Regions from separate parts of the Pan troglodytes genome. Here region 1 is linked to region 2. Evidence: chromatin contacts called from public Hi-C data. All regions are on one chromosome and are shown on one strand. The core of a region is the stretch at or near the end of the contact, and the rest is flanking DNA. Distances in the headings are between cores, read along the strand shown. Region 1 overlaps EPHB1 (EPH receptor B1). Region 2 holds the start of EPHB1 (EPH receptor B1).

Evidence for each region. Hi-C and Micro-C count contacts between places; a contact is called where the count stands out from the background.
Region 1: a Hi-C map of induced pluripotent stem cells shows a contact between it and region 2, with 4 times the contacts expected there. The contact joins the enhancer-like site here to the promoter of EPHB1 in region 2. A contact is called at or near these places in 3 of 7 Hi-C or Micro-C datasets (induced pluripotent stem cells and stem cell-derived neural progenitor cells) and 1 of 1 datasets of contacts at active chromatin or transcription factors (stem cell-derived excitatory neurons).

Annotation. Positions count from the first base shown.
Region 1 is chr2:138,473,536-138,476,235 of NHGRI_mPanTro3-v2.0_pri, forward strand. All of the region lies in intron 12 of EPHB1 (EPH receptor B1), which reads left to right. Among named protein-coding and RNA genes, the nearest start is that of EPHB1, 440 kb to the left of the region's middle. Within about 2 kb of position 1,441, at least 1 of the 24 cell types and tissues checked has an H3K27ac peak or open chromatin away from gene starts, as enhancers often do. A contact at or near this core is called in induced pluripotent stem cells, where this site is marked.
Region 2 is chr2:138,035,168-138,037,867 of NHGRI_mPanTro3-v2.0_pri, forward strand. It overlaps EPHB1 (EPH receptor B1), which reads left to right and starts at 1,364. Exons shown (of 16, transcript XM_001151617.7): 1 at 1,364-1,793. The coding sequence starts at 1,736.

The sequences.
Region 1 (2,700 bases), core at 191-2,690, 440 kb after region 2:
CTCTCTCTGTTCATTATCAGTACCCCACCATCTGGGAGAGCAAAGTGTCTAGAGAAGCTAAAGCCCTTTGGGGTGAGTCCAGTTGCTCTTTCTCCAGAGCACTCACTTCAGGAGCACTGATAGCAGGACCCAGGCTTCAGGGACTAAACAAGGAGAGAACACACCTGCACCATTATTTTTTATTTTTATTAACAAGATCTAAATTAGGGTAATTTAATTTAAATTTTTAAAATAATTTTGGCTTTTACTTTAGATACATGAGGTACATGTGTAGGATTGTTACATGGGTGTATTGGACCCAAGTAGTGAGCATAGAACCCAATAAGTAGTTTTTCAACCCATGCCTCCCTCCCTCCCTCTCACCTCTAGTAGTCTGCGGTGTCTGTTGTTCCCATATTTATGTCTATGTGTGCTCCATGTTTAGCTCCCATTTATAAGTGAGAACGTGTGATATTTGGTTTTCCGCTCCTGCACTAATTCATTTAGGATTCTGGCCTCCAGCTCCATTCATGTTACCACAAAGGACATCATTTCTTTCTTTTCTGTGGCTGCATAGTATTCCATGGTGTACATGTACCACATTTTCTTTATTCAACCCACCATTGATGAGCACCTAATGTTGATTCCATGTCTTTGCTGTCATGAATAGTGAGGCGATGAACATAGGATCTGCACCACTAAAGACCTGACTACCACTGCGGGATTCCCTGGACAGTGTCCTCCTCAGGGCTGAAGGGATGCTGTTTCTTTGCCCTTTATTGTCCCTGGCCTGGCTCAGAGAGGGGCCTGAATGTCAAATGAATGAAGGCAGCTAGTTAATTATTTAGCCCTTGTCTCTCCATCCTTTCTTTTTAATTGTAAACTCAAGAAGCACTGGATAATAAAAAGAAATAATAATGCCTGTATCCTGGCCATCAGAGGCTGTTTTGGGTGTGGATAGTAAAAGAGAGCTGTTTGCCCAGTCAGTATAGTACAGAAAAATGACGTCTGTTTGGTTGAAGATTTTTTTTCCAGTTGGGAAATGTCACCAAGTGGCCTTTCTGTTCTTCACACATGAAATACACACTATCATCCACATATTTTTAGTTAATTTATGTCCAAATAAGCCTTTCTGTAGCTGCTGGAAAATTATGTTTGGGCTGCAATTACCTTTTGCAGCATTGCACAGAAGGGTTTCAGCGCTCACAAAGCTCAGGGGAGAGGCAGCAAGGACCCCACCCAATTGTAAATCTTTCCATTTGTAGTTATTCAAATCACATATTTTATTACTAGTACGAAATACATTCTGCCATTCATTTTGGAGGAGCAGCTAATGCTTCAAGAAAAGCTTTGAAAAACATTCTATTTAGAAACAATTTTGTCGGCAGCTAATGCTGTGTGTCTTTTTGGGTTGTCTTTTCTCCCAGCCCTCTTCTCTGTTATGTGTGCCATTTGCATGACAAACGAGACCATCCTCTCCAAAAGCTCACCTGTTCCTGCAGCCTGCTTCCCACCTCAAGTTTTCATTCTCTGTATGTTGCATCATAATCCTTAGCACGGTAATAAATTACAGTGTCACCATCAAGATTGTGGCTTCTGGAAAGAAATAAGCAGCAGGGCCAGATGAACTCTTTCAGAAGATGAGAGACTGTTTTCATGCAAATTCCTGGCATCCTGGGGAACTGGGAACAGCCTCTTTATTATATAGACTCAGTTGCAATTCAGCAGCCAGAAGCCATTTCCACTAGCTGTTAGAAGCTGGTGACACTCAGAGCAAGATAACCTTTTAGGCAAAAACTTCTTTTCCTTCTTAGTTGTTATGAGTCTTATCTGGAAAAATATCACTTTACTCATTAGATTGAGGAAAATGGGTCAGTGTACCTTCAGAGTGCTTTTAAGTTGAGACATTTATTCTAAAATACCTTTCTAATTTGACACAGAAACACTTGCAGCTCACTTTAGAGCAGTGCAGTAGACAGTGACTGTGGAACAGGAGCAGGGGTGCGCCACATGGATGCCCCCTGAGGGCAGGACCATCTGTGTGTGAACTTGTCTACAATGGATTGCACAGACCCTCACTCGCAAGCAGGTGCTGTACCCAGGCTGATCAACCACACAGTCAGGAGGGTCACTGCTCGAAGGCAGAGTGTCCAACCTGCCAACTCCAGGGTGACTCTTGACATACAATGTAAACTTTATCTCAATTTGCCCTCCATTTCCTTTGGGGCACAGATATACTTGACAGAAACATTAATGAGGCCAATTTGCTGCTTTTTTCCTTTTTCATCATTTTAAGATCTTTTGAGGCTTAGTACAATGTTGAAAAATATTTGCTGTATTAGTCTGTTCTCATGCTGCTAATGAAGACATACTCAAGACTGGGTAATTTATAAAGAAAGAGGTTTAATTGACTCACAGTTCAGCATGGCTGGGGAGGCTTCAGGAAACTTACAATCATGGTGGAAGGGGAAGCAAACATGTCTTTCTTCACATGGTGGCAGCAAGAAGTGCCAAGCAAAAGGGGGGAAAACTCCTTATAAAATAATCAGATCTGGTGAGAACTCACTCACTAGTACAGTAGAACAGAAGGGTAACTGCCTCCATGATTAAATTACCTCCCACTGGGTCTCTATTACAACACACAGGGATCATGGGAACTACAATTCAAGGTGAGATTTGGGTGGGGAGATAGCCAACTAATACCATTCCACTTCTGACTCC
Region 2 (2,700 bases), core at 114-2,613:
GGGGACTTGAGTCTGGCTGTGGTGGAGAGGAAGCAGTCCCAGCAAAGGAGAGACTAGACACGCAGAGGTGGGGGGTGTGGGGAACTGAAAAGCCCAGAAAGGAGAGTCATCCCAAAGGGAAATATCGCATCTGCCCACTGTTAGCTCATTAACAGACCAGGGGAAAGGATTGGTGCCTCCAAGGTGAGAGGCGTAGGAGGAGGGGTGGGGAACCTAACGGGTCATCCCTGACCCTGTAGGACCAGACTATCATCAGGTATGTAGGGGGGGCGGGAGAGGAGGGAAGGACACATCTCCAGCATAACATATAACAGCCTCAAGGTGAGTTTCTGATTTAGAACCCTTGACCATCTCCAGAAACAGGAAGATAAAGTGTAGCTGTGAGAGCTGAGCCTGGGAGAATTGCTCCTATCTCCAAGGCTGCATCCCCAGTTGCTGCCTAAGTCCTTCCCACCCACACTGAAGGCCTGGCCCACAGCAACAGTGCACCTCGCCTTGCACCGGCCTGGGAGAGCCCTCTTGCAGGCTCTTCTGTTTTATAGCTGACTGTGTGACTCCTGGTCTCCCCACGCTGAGCTGTCCTCTGGGGTCAGGGCCCTCTGTGGAAGTTCACAATGCACTGGGAAGTGAACACTAAAGGCAACCAGAGGCTTCTGCAGAAAAAGAGCTGGGAAACGTTGGACAGGAAGCAAGTCCGGTTCCCTGTGGACCCTGGAGCAAGTGCCCACAGGTTATCTGAACAGTATTCATTCTTTCGACGGACATGTACTATGCCTCCCACAGGCCAGGCACTGTTCTGTGAACTGTGGATTCTGTAGTGAACAAAATAGGCAAGAATCCGAAAATGGTGACCCCATTTTAATAAGGGGGAGACCCCACGATAAACAAAATCGATTAGTAAATACCAACCCATGCTAGAGAGTGAAGAGCTCTGGAGGAGAGGCACGGGTGCGCCCCTGGAGTTGCTCTAAACAGGGTAGGCAGGGTGCTCTTGTCACAGAGAAGATGAACGAAGGCTCATTTGATCATTTAAAGCGGATCCAGTCCTGGGTGGGATGTAAGGGCACGAGGCCTCCCCAGCTCCTTCGCTGGGCCCCCTATGTGGGGACAGGGTGAGTTGGGCGGGCCGCTGCGGTTCTCCGAGAGCACCACGAGGGGGAGCCCGGACCCCTCCTAGCGCCTTCCGAGCCCTCCCGCACAGCCTTGCAAGCAAAAGTTTTTCTTAAACTAACAATGCCAGTGTAAGGAGGTGCTCGCGCCTGATTGGCCGGGGGAATTTTGCAGGTTTGATTCCTTGATTGGACAGGAGGTGTTAGGGGTGGGGAGAGAGCTGATGGTGGGGGATCCCGCTCCCTCCCGCGTCAGTCTGGCCGGCTCCGTCCTCCCGTAGGCTCCGCTGTAGCTAGCAATGTGACACCAGGACGCACTCGCTCTCGCGCGCTCTCCCAGGCTCGTTCTCCCTCGCCCTCTCTCTCTCACACACGCACGCACACACCCACCTCTCCCATAAACACACACACACACATGCACACCCACACCCACGCGCGCCCGCACCGCCCCACGCGCACACACTCCTGCCCACGCCCACGCAGCGCTCCGGGAAGTCCGGTCCGGGCGAGAGCGCGAAAGGATACCGAGAAGCCACCCGCGGAGAGCGCAGCGGCGCCCTGGGACGCGGCGCTCTCCCGGCGCTGCTGCCTCGGCTTGGTCTCGGCCTGGGGGCCGCCGGCCGGCGATGGCCCTGGATTATCTGCTACTGCTCCTCCTGGCATCCGCAGTGGCTGCGATGGAAGGTAACGTACCCTCCACGGAGCAAGTTGGCTGCTGGTGCCGGCCGCCTCGGGACTGCTGTGCTCCGCGGTTCGCGGGGTTCCTCTGGCTGCTTTGCGGTGCAGGCATCCCGGGACCCGAGGGCGAGGAGGTTTGGGAGCCTCGGCCGCTGCCGAGCGCGGGGCTTGGGCGGCACCCACCAGAGCGCCCCCGGCTGGCTCTTAGCGCCCGAAACTGGCTCGCGAGTCCCCCGGCTTCCTCGCCCCGGCACTCCCTAGTAGCCTCGGTCTCCCGCAGCCCCCGCTCGGAGAGCTCGGAGCCCGCTGCATTGCGGTGCATGCTCCTTAGCTCTGGGGCAGAGCCAGAGCTGGGCGTTGGGGAGAAAGGGGTGCCTCTGGCCATCCGGCTCCTGGAGTACTGGCGCCCGTCTGCTCCCAGGCACGGATACGCTTCTGAGCAGCCGCGCGCCACCTCCTTTTCCCCAGCTCGCAGTCCACGGGCTAGTGGACTCTGCTTGGCGTGCAAGCACTGCGCGCGGGGGCCGGAGAAGCTCTGCCGTGGTATCCCGCAAGTGGCCGCCGAAGGAGAGGGGTGGAGTTCATTGGCCGTACCCTTGGGGACCAGTCTGGTGGTCCGGGCGCCTGTGGGACTGCACGTTTCCAGGGTCAGTCGGGGAGAGGTGGAAACCCTTTTCGCCTCTTGAGCCTTGGAACAGGAGTGGGCTGGGGTGAGTGGTCGGTCCTACCTAAAGTCTCCCAGCCTCTCCACCACCCCGGAGAGGATACTCGGCGGCCGGGAGTCGTCGGGCAGCGTCACTCTCTGCCAGCTCAGACTTGGCGGTGCCTCCGGCTTGGTGGCTGGGAAAGCGCGCTCCAAAGACACCGTGCCCGGCGCGGCGGGGAGCCTGGGCGCTCGGTAGCGCTCGCGAAT